Linked DNA regions of Mus musculus: regions 2, 3, 4 and 5 are each linked to region 1. The links are chromatin contacts, called in public Hi-C, HiCAR-type and promoter capture Hi-C maps. All regions are on one chromosome and are shown on one strand. Each heading gives the region's core, a stretch centred on a gene start, on an enhancer-like site or on the middle of the called end of the contact. The rest is flanking DNA. Distances are from core to core; before and after follow the strand shown.

Evidence for each region. Promoter capture Hi-C pulls out the DNA fragments that hold promoters and counts their contacts. Hi-C and Micro-C count contacts between places; a contact is called where the count stands out from the background. HiCAR-type assays count read pairs that join an accessible place to other places.
Region 2: a contact with region 1 is called in a Hi-C map of CD4 T cells, with 3 times the contacts expected there. The contact joins the promoter of Tnrc6a here to the promoter of Gtf3c1 in region 1. A contact is called at or near these places in 2 of 39 promoter capture datasets (embryonic stem cells and hippocampal neurons), 1 of 484 Hi-C or Micro-C datasets (CD4 T cells), 4 of 115 datasets of contacts at active chromatin or transcription factors (astrocytes, embryonic midbrain, large pre-B cells and 1 more) and 1 of 9 other capture datasets (adipose tissue).
Region 3: a contact with region 1 is called in a promoter capture Hi-C map of embryonic stem cells, with 5 times the contacts expected there. The contact joins the promoter of Zkscan2 here to the promoter of Gtf3c1 in region 1. A contact is called at or near these places in 5 of 39 promoter capture datasets (embryonic stem cells, frontonasal cranial neural crest, hippocampal neurons and 2 more) and 2 of 115 datasets of contacts at active chromatin or transcription factors (astrocytes and embryonic forebrain).
Region 4: a HiCAR-type map of astrocytes shows a contact between it and region 1, with 8 times the contacts expected there. The contact joins the promoter of Slc5a11 here to the promoter of Gtf3c1 in region 1. A contact is called at or near these places in 3 of 39 promoter capture datasets (the 3T3-L1 cell line, hippocampal neurons and liver) and 5 of 115 datasets of contacts at active chromatin or transcription factors (astrocytes, embryonic stem cells, large pre-B cells and 1 more).
Region 5: a Hi-C map of B cells shows a contact between it and region 1, with 8 read pairs. The contact joins the promoter of Arhgap17 here to the promoter of Gtf3c1 in region 1. A contact is called at or near these places in 9 of 39 promoter capture datasets (the 3T3-L1 cell line, 3T3-L1-derived adipocytes, embryonic stem cells and 4 more), 4 of 484 Hi-C or Micro-C datasets (B cells, CD4 T cells, CD8 T cells and 1 more), 6 of 115 datasets of contacts at active chromatin or transcription factors (astrocytes, embryonic stem cells, large pre-B cells and 1 more) and 2 of 9 other capture datasets (embryonic stem cells and liver).

What each region holds. Positions count from the first base shown.
Region 1 is chr7:125,706,244-125,710,032 of GRCm38.p6, reverse strand. Gtf3c1 (general transcription factor III C 1) reads left to right here and starts at 2,345. Exons shown (of 37, transcript NM_207239.1): 1 at 2,345-2,576. The coding sequence starts at 2,356. It overlaps D430042O09Rik (RIKEN cDNA D430042O09 gene), which reads right to left and starts at 2,163. Exons shown (of 28, transcript NM_001081022.2): 1 at 2,085-2,163. The coding sequence starts at 2,091.
Region 2 is chr7:123,122,181-123,126,187 of GRCm38.p6, reverse strand. It overlaps Tnrc6a (trinucleotide repeat containing 6a), which reads right to left and starts at 2,303. Exons shown (of 24, transcript NM_144925.3): 1 at 1,856-2,303; 2 at 1,473-1,520. The coding sequence starts at 1,860.
Region 3 is chr7:123,498,047-123,502,057 of GRCm38.p6, reverse strand. It overlaps Zkscan2 (zinc finger with KRAB and SCAN domains 2), which reads left to right and starts at 1,432. Exons shown (of 7, transcript NM_001081329.2): 1 at 1,432-2,489; 2 at 3,286-3,472. The coding sequence starts at 2,091.
Region 4 is chr7:123,213,134-123,216,969 of GRCm38.p6, reverse strand. Slc5a11 (solute carrier family 5 (sodium/glucose cotransporter), member 11) reads right to left here and starts at 2,104. Exons shown (of 17, transcript NM_146198.2): 1 at 1,973-2,104.
Region 5 is chr7:123,367,446-123,371,552 of GRCm38.p6, reverse strand. It overlaps Arhgap17 (Rho GTPase activating protein 17), which reads left to right and starts at 1,638. Exons shown (of 20, transcript NM_144529.2): 1 at 1,638-1,799. The coding sequence starts at 1,747.

The DNA of each region.
Region 1 (3,789 bases), core at 1,096-3,595:
TTCCTATTAAGCTAGACATGGAGATTGGAGAAAATGTAAAATAAGCCATGTATAGTTATCATGCCAATAATTGTAATCAGGAGCCTGAAGCAAGAGGTTCAAAAGTTCAAAGCTAGTCCAAGCAATTTACTGACACTTTGTCTTAAAAGGGGTGGGACAGCCACTTGGTATACAGCTCAGCCTGGGGCAATTGCCTAGAACAAGTGAGATCAGGGGTTTAATCCCTAGCCCTAAAACAGAAGGAAAGCCGGGCAGTGGTGGTACACACCTTTAATCCCAGCATTTGGGAGGCAGAAGCAGGAGGATTTCTGAGTTTGAGGCCAGCCTGGTCTACAGAGTGAGGACAGAGTCCTGGACAGCCAGGGCTACACAGAGAAACCCTGTCTTGAAAAACCAAAGGGAAGGGGAAAAAAAAAAAGGTAAAAGGAAAGAAAAGGAGAAAGCCAGTTAAATGGCATGACAGCATTTGCATGTAATCCCAGCACCCAGGAGGCTAAGGCACGAGGATCGGGAACTCCGATTCATCCTTGTCTACACAGCAAGTTTGAAACTAGACTGAGTTACATTAGACCCTGTCCCAAAACAAAACAAAATCACAAAATCAAGAAGGGAAAGAAAGGGAGAGAGGAAATAGAAAGCTATTACTTTTTTTTTTTTTTTTTCCTATTTGGAGGAGGGGTACACACAGCTATCTTCACTTAAAAGATCTAAGTTCAGGAGTAAGAGTTTCCTGTTTCTTGTTTGTTTAGAGACAGGGCCTCCCCAAGTAGCTTAGCTTTGGCTGACCTGGCACTCACTTTGTAGAAGAGGTCATCCTCACAGAGATGTCCTGAGGGCTGGGGAAGAGGCATGCACCACCGCTCTTGGCCTGAGGTTCGTTCTAAGTGAATAAATGTCTTGAAATTTTGCATTTATGTGGCAGCATCACAGATATAATACACACTTATATTGCTTAAAGGTCTTGTAAAGGAAAGGCTTAAAGGAGTCCAAGGACTCCTAGATTTTAAGAACCACTGTTCGACAGCAGGACAGGGCAAACTGATAAAACGCATTTTTTTATAGTGCCTCGAGGACAAAGGACAAAGGCACCCTTTAAGCAGATGTAACACATTCGATGGTAACATGTCTTTCCATGCTACATCCACTGGCTTTCACAGCAATGCAGAAGGAAGGGGCAGTAATGAACTGTGAAGCAGCACAGACCCTTCCAGTCTCCTCAGACATCAGTGTTCCCATCTGAAAAGCTGGATATCAGAACAGCTATTCCCAGGGAGCGCCTGAGTGTCCACAGTGATTCTAACCAGGCTGCCTTTAGCCTTACGACTGACTAACTAACTGGCTATCATAGTTTGAGACTTGCTCCTAAAAACAATCTGCTTCTGTACAGATTGGCAACTGGTTTATCAGTCACAGCCCACCAAACTTGCTCCCGTAGACATGTGCACTGGCAAGCTCTGGAATGGAAGGCTTCTAAAATATTTTTTTTTTTCAGATTTTAAACTCCCATCGTCCAGGAGTCTTACTCATGCTGTCTCTTGATTAGCTATTTGACTTTGGCCAGGCAAAGTGGCCTGCCTTGTCTGAGCCTCAGCTCCCTCGCCTGTAAAATAAGTGACTATCCCAAAGGACTGCTGTGAAACGTTTGCACTTGTCAGTAGCTACAGAAACCCTGGCACCGAACAGTACTCAGTTCACGTGAGTTATCAACAATACCGAAGCACATAAAACTCTTCCCAGCCCTTTCCCTCCACTCCTGATGCCAGGAGCTGACAAACGTACTCCCAAGGGACACGCTTACCGCCAACCAACTTCGACATTCCCATCGCCCATCCCAGGACCCCCGCAATCCTCCTCACGCCTCCCCCGCGCCAATCTCTTCCCCGTCCCCCCTCCCTAAGTCTGAGAGAGGGACTCCTACAAAACCACTCCCAGCCGTGGTCCCCATCCCGCACCGCCAGAACCTTCCCCTCAGGCTGGACACCATCCTGGGCCGGGGTCCCTGTGGCTAGGCGTTCCTCCCTGAGACACCTCCGAGGGATGAGGGACGGCCGCCCAACCTCCCGGCGGGGCCCACGGACACTAACCGTCCATCCCTAGAGGCGGCGGTTCCGGCCTCCCGAACCGGAAGCGGCCCTGACAGTGTTTGCAGTTCCCCTGGTTACTACGGGGTTCCGGACCAATGGAGGAGGAACTCTGATCATTGAGCCCGCCCTCGGGTAGCGTGACGTCACGGCGGAGCGCTGGGACTCCCCATCAGTCCTCCCTAGGCCTCGGATCGCTGTACGCAGGCGCATTGGGCCCTGGCCTCGGCGGCGAGGTGCGCAGGCGCCCCGGGCGCTGCTAACTGAAGCGGCCATGGACGCGCTCGAGTCGTTGTTGGACGAGGTGGCCCTGGAGGGGCTCGACGGCCTGTGCCTGCCCGCGCTGTGGAGCCGCCTGGAATCCCGCTCGCCTGCCTTCCCATTGCCTCTGGAACCCTACACGCAGGAGTTTTTGTGGCGGGCTTTAGCCACGCACCCGGGCATCAGTTTCTACGAGGAGCCGCGAGAGAGACCTGACCTGCAGCTCCAAGACCGGTCAGCCACCAGGGGTGGGGCGAGGGCTGAGAGCCTGGAGCGGGGCAGGATGGTGCGATGCAGAACGGGGACCGTGGGACGTGGGGGATGGGCGCGGGAGGCGAGCAAACCTGAGCTCTGCGCCCTAGCAGGCCGGAGTAGATGAGCTGGGGGATGGGGTATCCGCTGTGACGGAACTGTTTCCCAGTGTGTTAAAGGAGCGAGTCTAAAGAGTTCCTTTAAGTTGGGTGATAGGACGGGAGTAGGAAAGTGGTTAAAAAGTGGGACTAGGTGAGGTCCTTCAGGGACCTTTAGGGAGCGTTCGTTCCGAAAGCTAAGGCAGCTCACTGGAGGTCTGCATAGCCCCGAATAGCAGTGAAAGAGTAGCCGAGGTGGACTGGGCGCTTCCCATAGGTGGGTTCCAAGACCCAGTTCTGGAAGCGACAGAACTCAGTTCCGCGACACTGAGCGAGACACTATTGTCTTTTCATTTTACAGAGGAGGAAACTGACGCCGAGAGGTTAAGGGATTAACCTTAGGTTAAGTACAGGATTCAGGGATTGCTAAATGCACTTTTCCCTTCTCCTATCTGTCCTTCTCCAGGAGCAGAATCCAGCTCCTTGCATGCTCTGCCCTTAGCCTCAGCCCACCCCTTACTCCCCTGTACAAGTTTTTGTTAAGAAAGGGCTGACGAGCTGGTCTTGGTGTTACACGCCTTTAATCCCAGCACTTGCGAGGCAGAGGCAGGCGGATTTCTGAGTTCGAGGCCAAGGCTACACAGAGAAACCCTGTCTCGAAAAACCAAAAAAAAAAAAGAAAAGAGAAAAAAAGAAAAAAAAAAGAAGAAAGAGCTGACAATACAGTTCAGTGTGATTTCATATCATACCCGCTTGCCTCTGCACTCTAGCACTTGGGTTACAGGCATGCCCTACCATGCCCTGCAAGTTGGAACTCTTAAGCTATATTATGAAGGTCAGAGGAGGTTCTAGAGGTAATAATGAACCAGATAAGTTTAGATTTAGGCGGCCACTTGGCAGAGTGCTCTGAACAAGCAACACCAAGTAGAATAGCTTAACGGGAGAGAAGTGAACTGCGTGCGCCTGAAGAGTACGCTTGGAAGCAGGGAGCGTGGAAAGTTTTACAACACCCTGAAGAGGAGGCTCAGGGGGTGAAGTGGGCATCCACTAGGATTCCAGGAAATTTAGGTCCAGGATCTACTCTGCCCTTGACTAAA
Region 2 (4,007 bases), core at 1,054-3,553, 2.6 Mb after region 1:
TGAAGTGGAAAATCATGCTTGTGTTACAATGTTTACCTAAATTCTAGGTACCCTCACAGAAAAATTGAAAGGAGAAAAAGATCCAAAACCTATACTATTACTAAAAATTACATCTCAATAATTCAATCTATTTCGTTCGGTTCTGTATCTTATTCTTTCTTTCCTGCTTTTCACAATATAACTTGTTTAAACATCCAGCTGACATTTAGCCACTGGTATCAGCTCTTAAGGTCCCTTTAAATGATTCCATAATTATTTAGAGTTCCAGAAAAACCCCTTAATGGGTAAGCCAATACTGTTTCTTTGCCAAGAGAACAGATTCTGTAACAGTCACCCCAACAGATTAACATTTATAAAATCAAAAAGCCAGAAATTTGGAACAATTAATTCTACATGGTGAAAAATACTTGTGCAATTACAAGTGTGCTAATAACCCCAACATAAGCCTAGAACTTCCAGTAAACAAACGTAAGCCATATTAAGACCTAAAACAAATGGAAGTTGTTTTTACTGTATTAATCTGTAAGTTTCTGAGTGTCTAAATATGATGCAAAAACAAATAGGTAAAGGAAAAGTCTGTTTAAACGTGGATCTGAAAACGGGTCAAGTATAGTACAATTCTCTGATAATTTAGAAATTACAGCTCAATAGAACTAAACGTTTTCCAGAAATGCATTACTTCGGGGTAGGAGACAAAAAAACAAACAAACAAACAAAACCTAACCAAACAAACAAACAAAAAAAAACCCCACTTCTCTTTTGAGGTAGTATTTGATGCTTACCAGTTACCAGTGCAAAAGCACTCAGACCCAGCAGAAGTGATAATCACTTACTGGTAACAATTTTTAATTACTTTCCCAACTGATAAAAAGAGCACACACTGAACACAGACTAAAATGTAGTTTCAAAGGAAAACAAAACGCAGTTTATGCTTCATGAAGTTCAAGGACAAAACTGTTTCCAATGCAACAGAATCCGCCTGACTACAATGTGCAGAGACAGAGAGGAAAAAATGTGAACACATAGTATCTTTTTATAAAGGCAACAATTTAGCTACAAAGTAATAACGGGGAAGCCAAAACAGTTTGACAGCCCGCCATAAGGGCCGCCTCAATCATGAGTCACACAATGCCTGCAACCATTTACAATAGTAATTAATGCACAAGTCCCCTAATTAAATTCTAAAAGGGTGAGAATGCTTTAACTAAGTTTACAAGAACTGCCTTTTGCTTTTCTTTTTAAGAACGAACACACTCGTAATTACGCGTCTCCCTGCAATGCCCCCCCCATGCAATATTCCCTGAGGCCGTTTCTCCCGAATGTCTGTTCCGTGAGTGCGAAAGCAAATGACACGGGGTTGGGGGGTGGGGGTGGAGGTTGGGGGGGGGGGGTCCGTAAACCCAGGAAGAGCGAAGCAGAGTGGAAACACACGATTATAAAGGGGCGGGAGACCGAAGGCTCGCCCATCTTACCTGCTAAGATTTCTCTCTACGTCTTTGGTAGCTTTAGCTTCCAATTCTCTGAAATAGCAAACAAAAACAAACACAAAAAAAAAAAAAAAACGGGGGGAGGGGATGCGCGTGAAAACGGAGCTGCTGCGGCAGAGCGCCCGCGCGGTGGGGGAGGGGCGGGGCTGCGGGCTGCAGCGCTGCGGGCCGCCGAGCCCAGGGCGACCGAGCCCAGAGCCGTAGCCCGCGCCGGACCAAGCTTCCCGGACCGCCCGGGACTCCCGCCCACGCCCGCGTCCCCCCGGGGACTGCCCCGCGCCGCCGCCCATCAGCCCGAGGGGGTCCTGCGGCAGCGCCGGAGGCTGGCTCCTGGCCCCCCGAGCGAGCCTCCCCTCCGGTCCGCTCACCTCATGTGTGTAAAGTGCACTAGCGCGTGAGGCGCGGGGAACGAGGCTCGCGAGCCTCAAGCCCTCCGCAGCGCCGCGGGGACAGGCCCGAGCCGCTGCACCAGCGCCATTTTCTACACCGTCCCGCTGCCGCCGCCGCCGCCGCCGCCACCGCTGCCGCCGCAGGCCCCAGACCGGAAGTGAATGCCCCACTCGCAACCCCTTCCGGGGGCGCCGTGGCCCGGGAGCCCCAAGATGGAGGTCCTAGCAACTAGGCCTGCCGGACGAGGCAGCCACTTGACAACTGTCTGACGCGTCCAGGACTTCGCCGGAGCTGTCGGGGAACTCCGAGGTTCCCCACGAGCGGCTCTGGGGCCTGGCAAGAGCGGAGCGCGGCCTTTTTCGCCGAGGCTGGCTCGGGCTTGCCTCGGACCATCCCCTCCTCCTTCTTTACTGCGACACAAGTTTCCTTCCCCTCGGCCCGGCCCCTCCCTTACAGAAACACGCCTTTAAAAAAAAAAAAAAAAAAAAAATCCAGCAAACCGCAAATTCCACCCCTGCCGCTGCCAGACTAGCCCGCGCCGTTTTTTAAATTCACCCACATCTAATTACTTTTGACCTTCAGCCACATTTATTTAACCTCTCGATTTGTGCCTCTTCCCAGGTGAAGAATGCATCCCAGAAGTTTCATTTTTTTTATTTTTGTGCCTCAAATTTTTACACACCCTTGACTCAGCAATTCCACTTGCACGAATTTCTCTGCTCAAGAAATAACCATTTGGGTATCACTTTTAAGTACTTCACAATCAAGATATTAACTCAAATGCACAGGAAAGGTTGAATAACTGTAGCCAGCTACGACATCTAATGCTATGAGGTGGCATTAAACGCAGCTACTTGCAATACCTGGGGTCTTGGTTACAATAAAAGAATGGAAACGCAGATGCCATACTAGTTCTCAGAAAGACATGTGAACACCCAAAAATTCTTACATGTGAACACTGTAAGATACATGTCTGTAGGTAAAGTATGTAAGTCTACATGTAGATAAAATAAGATACAGTAATATAATACATGAAGATACAATTATTACAATTATTTTCTTAAATTACAATATAGACACATACCTGATTGTAAATACAATAAGATACATACCCAAAGGGGGATGCTGCAATATAATGCATTAAGATATTATAATGCACATAGGTACATACATATTCGGTGCATATAATGCTAGTAATCTGCACATTTCTCCTCTACTTAAAATCTACTCCCTTTTACTTTCTCAGAAAACTCGCTCTGCAGACAACCTTCTTTTGCCCTTTTCTATTCTAAGTCCTTTAACTGGTTTAAACCTGCTCCAGTCTCTCCCATGAAACAAGCTCTGTGATTGTCTGCTTCTGCTCTAGGAGAAATGTGTGTTGTAGTTAGCTAATGAGTGGATGAATGCCCAGAAAGGAACTAGCCAGCATGTTAACGTCTGTTTTGCATTTTTCTTCTTTTGGTGTTCTTAATTTTATGAACACCCTATAAACATTTTTTGGAAAAAAATTACAAATTGCAAAATGAAGAATAACAAATAAATGCTAGTAATTTTTACATTTTAATTTATTTGAGATGGGGGTCTTACTCTATATCCTTGGCTAGCCTATGTAGGCCAGACTGGACTCAAACTCAGAAATCTGCCTATCTCTCTCTCCTGAGTTCTAGTGATCTATAACACACACACACACACACACACACACACACACACACACACACACAGGATCAACTTTGGTTAGGTTCTTTGTTAAACTGATACAAGATGGAGTCATCTGAGAAAATGCCCCCATCAAATTGCTGTAGGCAACTCTATAGGCATTTTCTTGATTAATAGTTGATATGGAAGCTCTTTAGAGGCCATCCCAGGTTGTATGAGAAAGCATGCTACAAGCCATGGGGAGCAAGCCAGTAAGCAGCACACTCCTCTATGTCTCTGCTTTAGTTTCTGCCTCTAGGTTCTTGCCTTGAGTTCCTGCTCTGATTTTCCTATATGATGAACTATGAACTGTAAGCTGATAAACCCTCTCCTCCCCAATTTGCTTGTCAGTATGGTGTTCATCACAGTGATAGAAGGCAAATTAAGACAGAATCTTTCCTATAATGTTTTGCCTTTGTTTCTGCCCAATTCCTG
Region 3 (4,011 bases), core at 183-2,682, 2.2 Mb after region 1:
TCCTGCTGCCTCCACCACCTCCAAAGTTCTAGGATTACAAGCATGTGCCATCACACCCAGCTCCTTCTTATCTTATACTCTCCTTCACACAGTTCATGGTAAATCTCCCTAAGTCCAACAAGCCTTCAAGTTTGTGACCTTGAGCTGCTGAGATGTGCACCTGGCTTAATACCAACAAGAGGGCCATGTACATAAAAGACCCTATTCTCATCCCATGACTCCCCATCACCTTTAGCGCTTGCACCACCCTTACTGAGGTCTCAGCGCCCTAAACTCTAAAATAGAGACAACCTCATCCTCTCTATGGGATTCTTGTGAAGGCCAGTCTTTGCTCAATCCCCACTAGAGGTCTGTCTTTTGGATCTCATCCTTAGTACTACTTCTTCCAAGAAATTCACCCAGACCTCTTACCTAAACCAAATCTTGAATGTGTTTCTCTTCTTGGAAGGATTCACCCCAGGTATACAGAACTTTATTTGTAACTACTAATGATAGGAGATCTTGTTTTGCTTATCACCTACCACCATGTCTGGTAAGAAACCAGTACTCAATAATACTATCTTTAAATGCAATTAAAACAGGCTGTGTATTGGCTCCATCTCTCCCGTGGCAGATACTAACTAGATGCACCCGCGGATTATTCCGTTCTGACCTTCCTTCAGTTTATGCCGTGCCATTTATCCTTATGGTATTCTCTATGCCGCTTCGATGCTAGAACTAGCCAAATCATGGCAAAACCTTTGAGAAATAAGTCATTGGTCTGTTTTCTAATAAGCTACCTGCCTCTGAGAATAAGAGTTGTGCTGCCCACTAACGATGCCAAGAGCCTAAAACATTGTCACAAAGTAGGCACTTACAGGACAGACATTTATGAGCCAGCAGGCTCTGAGACATCTAGCTATGAAGTTTTGCAGCAGTAGGGGAATCTAGGCCCGGTCCTATTAGGTCCCAGATAGCCCGTTGGCTACTCAGACCTCAGAGCCTTGGGTAATTAAGAGATTCCCCAAAATGAAAATAAGCCTTCTCCTGACCATACATTTGAACAGAGCTAGCCACACATCCTTCCTCAGGAGTCCTGGCTCCAACCAAGGCTCCCAGACAGTAGCAATCCATGCACAGCCAGATGCTGACTGTAATCCCTCCGCCAGTTGTCACAAAGAAGTCCCTCCACCCGCAACCCCAACACACACGCGCGCACCCCTTCCACTAAAGAAATTACTCCAGCCTCCCGCAACGTCTGCCTGGCCTGAGGCAGGACGCTAGCTCGCGTCCTGCTTCACAATCTCTGGAGGAATAGGATCAGACCTCAGCGTGTCCCTCCGCCCAGAATTTCCCTTCACCCTCATTCCTAAAGTCCCTCGGCGGCAAGTCGCGGTGCTGCGCGCTCTCGCGAGATTCCTCCACGCATGCCTTCCCGCCCCCCTCCTTGCCCGCGAGGAAGCCTCGCACGGACCCCGGTCGCGAGCGGCGCATGCGTGGCCGCGGCTCCCAGCGCCCCCCGCGCTCTGCGCTGGCGGAGCTGACAGGGCAGCGCGCCAGCCGTTCGCCGCCCCCCGCGAGGCCTAGCCTCATCCCGCAGCTTCTTCCCCTCTGGCCGAGGTTCTCGGCATCCTCGTGCGGAGGAACCCCGAGCGCTGCAGGCGCCGCTGCGAGTCCGGACATTCCTGCGCTCGCGCCCCTGGTGGGCACCTGCAGCGGCCTGGACCTGGACCAGGACCCCAGGGCTGGCCGCGCCTCGCGGACACACCCCCTCCCGATCGGCGCCTCCGCCCAGCATCAGTCCCCTGGGTCCCCTTCCAGCCTAGCTTCTAACCTAAGGTCTTTCCGACCTTGCACCTTAAAGAACCTCATGGGAGGGGGCGCATCTTGATTGGATAAGAGGCCGGGTTTGCAGACTTTGGGGTGGGTGCACATTCACCCTTTCAAGAGCCTTGTACAAATTTGATTAATCAGCCTGGAGTTCCTTGTCCCAGCTAACTGCTGTCTTTTATGTCTCTACGGTCCCATATTTCCAAGGGCATTAAGTGGAGGGCACTCGGAAGCTTCTCTGGGCCCTGACTTGGAGCTAGACCTGTTGGCCCCATTGGATCATGGCTACTGTCATGAACCCTCAGATCGACGTGGAAGTTGAGGAGTGCCTCATAATGAAAGTGGAAAAGGACTCCGAGTGGGTATCGGAGCCCATTCTGGAAAGATCAGGCAGCACTGAATGTGAGTCCTTCCGTAAATGCTTCAGGCAGTTCTGTTATGAGGATGTGACAGGACCCCATGAAGCTTTCAGTAAACTCTGGGAACTCTGCTGTCGGTGGCTGAAGCCAGAAATGCGTTCCAAGGAACAGATCCTCGAGCAGCTGGTAATCGAACAGTTTCTCACCATTCTGCCTGAGAAGATTCAGACCTGGGCGCAGAAGCAATGTCCAGAAAGCGGAGAGGAGGCGGTGGCCCTAGTAGTGCATTTGGAGAAAGAGACCAGAAGACTTCGAAAGCAGGTGAGCGAGGATTTTAAAGGGATGTGGTGGGAAAGGCAGGTGGGCAGGGCTACATTTCTGGAAGAAGAGCTCATTATAGAAATAAATGGGACTTTTAAAAGATCCGGAAACCAAATTCCCCAAAAAGCAGATTTGAAATTCATACTAAATGGAGGAGAGAATTTTGGTTGAACTATGATCTTGCAAATTAAACTAAAAGTATGGTTTGTTTGTTCTAATCCTCAGTATAATGTTTCTACCAAAACGATAGAGACAGTATTAAATAGCTAATGCCTCACAGGGTTTGGTGGGAGAGGGAGATCTCATGGATCTCCAGAGCCCTCCCTAACCCTTACCATTCCAGCAGGTGTCCTGTGAAATACTCTCTGTGCCGTGCTCCTCCGCGCTCATCCAGTTTAACGGCCAGATCATCATTTTTCTATGTCCCTGCTTGCCGGTCTGTAGTTATTCTCAGCGCCCTCTTGTTAACCGTGTGAAGTCCTCAGTGTCTGACAGGTTTACAGTCTCACCTTGCACAGGGTGTGCTCAGGAGTTGATTTTGTGATTCTTCACTTCACTAGTGTTCTGATTAGTTCTCTGTGCACCTGATATATAAGAGGACTTTGTAGTAATGACCCCTCAAAAAAATACACAAATAAAGAGCGCTCTCCTTTTCCCATATTCCCAAATGACTGTGAGCCCGCTTCCGTCCGTGGAGATCCTCTCCCCCCTCAGTTCTCCTGCCCTTTAACGTCTCTGTTGGGACTGCAATTCCTTTCCTCCGATTTTCTTTGTTGATGTTGACTTTGTTTTGCAGGTCAGTAGCCCTCTGCCTTCAGAGAAGCAAGCCCCACCTAGAACTGTGTGGGAAGTAGCTGACTTTGAGCCAGAGCAACTGGAGACCCAGCACAGGGTTGTTTCTCTGGAGGAAGCTGGAAGCCTCCACTCAGGACACCAAGAACAGCTGAACCAAAAAAGGGAACATAGGCCATTACCTAAGAATGGTAAGGACTCAGAGTACACCAGGTCAGAGACCGTGTAGTTTATACTGTATCCCTAACACTATGGCTCACTCAGTAGAGGTCCCTTCAATATCCATTTGACAAGTAAATTGAATATTTGAAGTAAATTTTTCATCTATTTCAAGAATCAGAATTATTTACTACCAAAATAAAATGGGATCATAAAGATGGAAATTATGCAAACTTAGATTGTCCAGGGAAACCTTGAATCTTATTGTTATTTTAAAATGCCCATTCAATGTTCAGTTTGTGTCTTTAGTTATGCTATATGTATGTGTGCTCTTGAAAAACTATTAAGAAATGGAAACGGGGCATTTTTATTCCAAAACTTGACTCATAAGAACAGGCATCCCAGCATGATGTATGAGAGGGATAAAAGGTGAGACTCCCAAACAAGGGACAGTGTGCTGTTGTGAATAGGTGTGGTGCCCACAGACTCATGTGTTTGAATGCTTGGCCCATAGGGAGTGGCACTGTTAGGAGGTGTGGTCTTGCTGGAGGAAGTGTGCCACTGTGGGGGG
Region 4 (3,836 bases), core at 855-3,354, 2.5 Mb after region 1:
AGACTCATCCTGGCTCATTAGAACAAAACAAAACAAAACAAAACAAAAAAAAGACCCACAGTTCTGGTGGTAAGGGAAGAATTTCAAAGTATGGGAGAGCAAGGCAATTTTCCCTAATGGGCTACAGGGGGTAAGAGATGGGAGTACTGGGAACTGGATGAGTCTTCTCTATCTACCTATCCCATTCTAGGATGACCCTGTCCCAAAATACCAGAGAACAGGAGTCACAAGATCATCTATTTAACCCAGACATGTTCATTCAAAGGCCAACATGGCATCTCTCACAGATGCCCACAGATGTCCAAAATTACCAAGTACAGGCCAGATATCAAGCTCTTCAGCAGATGGCAGGTGCCTCTGACACTCTGGCTATGACACTAACTGAAGCCCAAAGCATCCTTAAGTCACATCCACCCACAACCCCAGTTATCTACTGGTTTATTCATCCATCTTTCCATGTGTCTACCCATCCAAGAATCCATCTGTCCCTCCATCTATCCATCCATTCATCCATCTGTACATCCATATAACCATCTGTCTACCCAACCATCCTTCTACATGTCTACCCTTAAGAATCCATATGTCCATCCATCCATCCATCCATCCATCCATCCATTCATCCATCCGTACATTCGTACATCCATATATCCATCTGTCTACCCAGCCATCCTTCCACATGTCTACCCCTAAGAATCCATCCATCCATCCATCAGTCGTCCGTCCATCCGTCCATCCATGATCCACCTATATATCCAGCCAGACATCCAACAAGGACTATCTGAGCATCCTAGTGTGCCAACCACTATATCTAAGAACCAAAGATGTCATAGCATGCAAGCATCTATCAAATAATTGACCATGTCTTTCTCAGTTCCCCACATCTATTCACCTGCAGTTCTATTTTCCTCTACTTCCAAAACATGCCTTGAACCTGTCCGTGTTCCTTAAGTCACCTTCATCCTAACAAACCACCTTCACTTATGTCCAGCCCAGATCAAGGAGCTACTCTCTTCCTGCCTGCTGCCTCCTTAGATTCCTCCTTAGATTTCTCCCTGTTATGGAAGCCAGAGAAGAATCTGAACACAAAACAATTCACTTGCTTGTTTCCATCCATTCTTTGAAAGCTTGCTTACGAGCTCAGGGTCCTTGGCTTCCATTCCCTGTCCCACCTATAGATCCCATCTGCCCTCTCCGGGCCTCATTCTAAGTCAGGACCCTTTCATATCAAATGGCATTTTGCTCACAGTATAATGAAACCTAGCACATGGTTGGTAGAACTCTCCCGTACTTCCTTGTCTCACAGTAATGTGAGCAGAAGGAAGGCAGAGGTAACTAGCCCGTCTTATCTTGTGCCCCCAAAGCAGACACTCCATAAACACCAATCTTCCAAACAAATATCCCAGAAGGGCAGCCCTTGTCAAATGCAGAGTTCCAGAATCAGCTATCAACCATCCTTTCAGACCATCAGCTTTGCCCTGTTCACTTGTGTCACCTTGAACAAGTTGTTCAGTGGCCTTAAGGGACATCTGTTTAACCACCCTCCCTAGCAGCTGTGCAGTTGGAAGAGATCCAGCCCCTTAGGTGGGCTGTGCAGGTAGGGCATGCCTTTGCCTTGCTAATTAACAGCAGCAGGATAGCCTTCCAGATTCCTGGGACCTGCGATGCTTTCCCCTTCCTTATCGCTGCAGACTCCTCTGCCACACCTGAGGGCTGGGCCAGGCTGACCTCCAAATTCTCATCTGACAAAGAAAGAACATGAAGCTTTTGTGCCTCAGTGTTCCTGAGTAGAAGAGCTGAGACCCCTGGCCTATGCTGTCAGCTGCTGACACCACCCCAAACCACACTCTGTAGGCCAGGAGCAAACGAAACTTCTCAGATGAGAGCTAGGCCAGAGTGGTTATCCAGTCCTCGGACCCAAGGAGCTTCCCAGTTTAGACAGTGGGTGTCTCAGGGAGGAAGGAGGGAATCTTACCTTCTTCAGGATGCAGGCTCTACTGCCCTAGGGTCTCGGGGACTTCAGAGGCCGAAGGCAGTGGCTGTGCAAAGGGAGACCCCTGGGATGTCCTGTCCTTTGCAGCAGGGAGCAGCAGAGGACAGCAGAGACCCTGCCTTCTTGCCTGCTGCTGAGAAAGGTTCCACAAAGGTCAAACTCCAAACTCTAGCCTCAGCTGCAGCAGCAGTTTAAAGGAAGCCTGGATGATCTCTCCAGAACCCTTGAACTCTGAGCAGGCCCCGTGAGGAAAGGGGCCTGCCCTGCCCTCATTGGGCCTTGGCCAGTGCCCTTACCTGGCAGGGGGCCCATGGCCTGGAGAGGCAGGGGAGACTGGAGCCTGGGTCCTGGGCTGCCTCGCTCACTCACTCTCCCTCCCGCCCGCCTCCCCTCCACTCTGGGAGCAGGCAGCCTTAAGACAGCTGGAGGAGCAGGGGGAGAAGGGGGTGCAGGAGATAAAAGGGACACGCCCAGAAGAGCAGCAGCCCCAGTGCAGCAGCAGCTGTGTTTAGTCTCAGACCAAGGCAGGACAGACACACAGCATCCAGACTAACTGTCAGGAGGAAACAAGCCCTGGACAGAGCTCCCACAGCTCAGGGCTCCAGGGCAGGCAGGGGAAGAGCTGTGAGGCTTCCAGCTGCTCAGGGCTGCAAACAGTTTCATTTCATTCCTAGCATTTGCAGGCTGCTACGCTGAAGTCACTGTCAGTGTTACTGGGTGAAAAATCACTTAGGAGACACCTGAGAATGTGTCTGTCAGGGTGTTTCCAGAGAGGTTTATCCAGGGGAATCTACCCTCAATGTGGGCAGCAGCATCCTATGGGATGGGTTAAAAGGAAAACAAAAGAGGAGGACTGTGCAAGCCCAAGAACCTGAGTTTGGATCCCCGGTACCATGTGATGTCTGTAACCCCAGCACTAGGGGCTTGGGGCCAGGAGGATGGCATGCTCACTGACCAGCCCATCTACCAATCAGTACACTTCAATTTCAGTGACTGTCTCAAAAATGAGGAGGCAGAGGGGTGTAGAGGCACATGTCTTAATCCCAGCATTCCAGTGGCAGGGGCAGAGAGGCAGAGAGGCAGAGAGAGAGGCAGTGAGGCAGAGAGGCAGAGAGGCAGAGAGGCAGAGAGGCAGAGAGGCAGAGAGGCAGAGAGGCAGAGGCAGAGAGGCAAAGGCAGAGGCAGAGAGGCAGAGGCAGAGGCAGAGGCAGAGAGGCAGAGAGGCAGAGAGAGAGGCAGAGAGGCAGAGAGGCAGAGAGAGAGGCAGAGAGGCAGAGAGAGAGGCAGAGAGGCAGAGAGGCAGAGAGGCAAAGGCAGAGGCAGAGAGGCAGAGGCAGAGGCAGAGGCAGAGGCAGAGGCAGAGGCAGAGGCAGAGGCAGAGGCAGAGGCAGAGGCAGGCAGAGAGCTCTGTGAGTTTGAGGCCTGCCTGGTCTACATAGTGAGTTCTAGTACAGCCAGAGCTAAAGTAACATTCCATCTTGAAAATAATATCATCATTATCATTACCATCATCATCATGTAGTAAATGATAAAGGAAGGCTCCTCAATTCACCTCTGGTCTCCACATATGTAAATGGTTGAGTGCACCCACACACATTGCACAACACACACACACACACACACACACACACACACACACACACACATAAAGAGTGAGCTGAGCACATTCATCCCTCCCTGCCTTGGTGCCTCATGCTGCTGCTGCTTTCTGTACCTACTTCGTCACCACAGCCTAACTCGATTTAGTTTGAGACTCCACTCTGAATTTCCCACCTTTCTAGAATAAAATAAAGATCGGGCCATAGACTCTGCAATGGTCCCAAGGTCAGAGCCTGCCAGAGAGAAG
Region 5 (4,107 bases), core at 389-2,888, 2.3 Mb after region 1:
AGCCTTATTTCAACACTTCCTGTTGTAATTAATGTTGGTGACTTGCAGTTTGCTGCCTGACTTGAGGGTCCACACTTGTGTTGTAATCGCTACAGATTTTTAATTTTCTTGTTCTTTGAGCTCAAGATGCATCCTGCATTAGTTATTTTGCTCTCTGTTTTAAGAAAATGCAGGACAAGAAGCAATGTGAGGGAGGAAGGATTTAAACCAGCTTCCAGTTCTAGGAAGGGATGTTTACCATGATGGGGAAGGCACTGCAATAGACAGTTTTTTGAGGCAGCTCGCAGGAAGACCACACTGCCTCCACGTTCAGAAAGCAGAAGGAGACGAAAGCTCCTAACTCAGCTAGTTTTCTGCGGTCTGGGGCCACAGATGATGGAATGCTGTGGCCCACATTTAGAGTGGATCTTCCCACGTCAATTAACCTGATGTAGAAACTTCTTCACAGACACACACAGAGATTTGTTTCCAAGGTGATTCTAGATTCTGTCACGTTGACACTTTAAACCATCGCACAGCCTGTAAAGGATGCCTTAGCCCACGGGGCACAGGGAATGTTGTGTGGAGCCAAGGCTGCCAAGTCAGGAGGACATGGCTGCGGGTCATAAAACTAACTTGGCTCAGTTGGACGAAAGGGCTCAGCAATGCGAAATGATCCCACCAAGTTCCCCAGCCTGTTACTGTAGGGCTGGGAATCAGAACCTCGCGGTCATTTATGGCAGCGGGGACTCAGAGGCCCATCAGTGCAGGGGCCTAGGGAAGGCCAGTCTCCTTTGGCTGGGGAGTCTGGGGGTCCTCATCTGATTGACCCTACTCTTTTGGCCTTTCCCATGGACCAGTTCAAGTACTGAGGGCGCGGAGCTGGTTCACCCTATAGATCTGCTTCAGCTCACTCCTGCTAGGTTAGGATAAACCCTGGTCTGACCCGCCGCTATAGGTTAGGTCCACTCGCTCAGCTTAACCTCAGCTCGTTTCAGTTCGCCTTCACTTGACCGGGCATCACTCGTCTAGGACTACTATTCCGCTCGGCTTGGCCGGACTCTTCTCCCCCCAAACCCCTTCCCGGGCTGGCCTGACTCCGGGTCCGACTGGACAAGACCCCATCCCTGTGTTCCGCCTTGCCGGACCGGACCAGGATCTGCGAGGCTCACTTGCGTTCTAGTTGTCACCACTAGAGTAGGTAGCTAAGTTTGGCTCTGCTCGGCCCATCCTGCCCAGCTCTAATTCAGAACCGCTGTGTCCAGGTGCCGGGCTGGGGTAGTCTCCGCTCTTCTTAGCAGAGCCACTCTCGTCCGTCTCCGATTGGCTCAACTCCATTCCTCTCCGCTCACCGATTGGTTCGGCTCCACTCAAGTTCGCCCAGCTCTGCTCCGTCCAGCTACGCCTGACTTCTCCGGTTTCGGCCGGACCAAGCTCGGCTCCACCTATCTAGTTTCGACCCTGTTCGGCTCGGCTCTACCCACCTCGGCGCGGCCTCATTGGTCCCCGCCCTGAACCACTTAACTCCGCCCATGTTGGGTCCGTCCGCACCTGTTCCACCTCTCTGGTTTCGGCCTCTTTCGGCTAGGCTCGGCCCAACTCGTGGTAGGGGCGGGCGGCGACGCTGGAAGTGACGCGGCGAGGGGCGGGGCCGAATTGTAGCCTCCGTCACCGCCTCCGGGGCCGGGAAGCGATGTAGGTAGGACCCGCCAGACGGTCCCCAGTTCTCCTCCGCCCGCCTGCCGCGCCGCCACCGCCGCCGCCGCCATGAAGAAGCAATTCAACCGCATGAAGCAGCTGGCCAATCAGACTGTCGGCAGGCGAGTGCGCGGGTCGCGCCGGCGGGGGGCGCGCGGGGGGCGGGCCGGTCCTGCGCGCGAGGAGCCGGGGAGCGGGGAGAGCCGGGCGCGGCCCGGCCTTGGGCCCCGCGGGGCGGGGGTCTGCGCCTAGCTACGGCTTGGGCGCTGCCCATTGTCCTGGCCGGAGGAGCATCGTCCTCGGGAGACTCACGAGGGTCTTTACTCCTCCCTGTCCCCGCCAGCCGGAGCTCGCCGCCTGGTGCGAAAACTCCGTAAACTTGTGTGCCTCTCGCAGTGCCAGGCGCGCAGCTTTGGGGCCGGTGTTCTCAGGCTCTCCCCGCTGATCCGCTGTTGCAGCCTTCCTCCTAGAAGAGCTTGCTGGTCACTGGGAACCTAAGGGGTGTTAGGCTACTGTGGCTTGCCCAGTTAAGTTCAGCCCCCCTCCCCTCTGTGAAGGAATCGAGAACTGCAGTCTCAAAATCCAGGCTTTTGGGAGTTTGCTGTGAGTTCTTGAGGTCTAGAGGTTTGGAAAGCGAAAAGGATGCCTTTTCTCATCTCACCTTGGATGTGGTATTTTCTGACACTGAGTGAGTGCTTGACAAGAAACTGATTTTTTTTTTTTTTAATGAAAGAATACAGGAGGGACAGTAGATGAGTAGGCTGTAGAACAGGAACGATTTGCGGTTTTTAGAGCTTTCAGGAGGCTGTTGTCATGTGCTGTGCTATCTGGAACAAATATTTCAAGGTCTTGCAGGGCGGATAGCTTTGCCGAACCAATTTGCTGGTTATTCTGCACGAAGATAGATGGGTTTTTCACAGCTCTTGCTGTTACCCTCCTCCCTTAGCAGTTAAGGACAGTTTGGTTTGGTTGAAGCACGTGAGACACTTCTTTTTTTATGTGTACGAAAATACTTTTACTTCCTCTTGGGTTTTCTAAATTTGCTTTTTACAATGTTTCATTTCCCCCAACCTTTTGCTAAGTTTTGTTATTGAATTTCTAAAAAGAAAAATAGAAGGGAAGAAAAATCCCTCCATCATGTAATCTTGGTATCCTCTATCCAGACTCAGTCCCTGCCCCTTAAACCCACACATGCCTAGTTTTTTGTTGCGTGTAGAGTTAGAGAAAGACTAGGGTCAAGGCGAGTAATCCTAATGGCATGAACAAGAAATATGATGAGAAGTGATAATTTTCTTGTGAGTCTTGTACTCCTTGCAGATATGCATGGCAGAATCAAAACTTAGTGGCTGCCACAATGCCTTTGTTAGATTTGTTATTGATTAGGTTTCGTCCTGTGTGGGACAAGGGAAAGTTGCTGGTTTTATGCAAAGTCTTGAGAGCTTTCTGCCTTGAAAGCTGGTTAGGGTTTTGTGGGCCCCTGCTTCTCCTTAGTCTCTCTTCCTAGTTTTACATTCTGGCCAGACTTGCCCACTTTCAGTTCCCACAGGAGGCCTATGTTTCTTATATGTTAACCTCTTCCTGGAATTCCCATAAGCCTCTCTTACCACACCTGGCCGATAGATAACCTTTCATGCTCTTCACTTCTCTCAGTCTCCATGTCCTTAGAAGATCCTTGATGTCTTGGATGGGCACCGTCTTGAGGCCATGCGCTACCTGCTTTCTATCTTCAAACGTCCTCTTTACCTGCTCGTGTTGGCTATTTGAGCACCGGGAGAGTCTTTCCTATGAGTCTTGGATTCCCAGGGTCTGTGTGTGACTCCCATCCCAGGACAGATGACCTGTCAAAATTGTCAATTCTGGGACTCCAGCTTGTCCTGCATTGCCTGGTGCTGCGGAATTAAGTTTGGGAAAATATGAACAGGATGGAGTGGTAGTGATTCATACTGGGACAGTAATTCTGGCCCTGACCTTTGACTCTGTTTGAAAGTCTTTATTGCTGGATGCCAGGGGAAGCTGCAGCTATTACAGAGCTGTAAGGGTGTGGTAGCCATGAGACTAAAGTCAGAACATCTGTTTTTACTGGGTTGAAAATCTGTTGCTCTCTTGTCGTTGATTTCCTAGATAACTCCCCCCCCCCCCCCCGTGTGTATGTGTGTGTGCGCGCGCACACGAGCTCAAGTTTTCCCTATTTAAGTAACCCTAAGGGGGTAGGAAGAAAAATGGAGGCTAGAACTGAGAATTATTATTCAGTGAGCCAGATGGTTGGTACACTCCCATCAGAAGCAGATCGTGGGTGTCTTTGGGCAAAGAAGAATGCTTTTCTAGCACAGATTTCTCCCAGCTGTGATCTGGATAGAGGAGGAGTTTATCTGTGTAATCGACTACAGTTATCAGTTTGTGGAGTTCTAGGTGCTATCTTGCCGTGAGGAA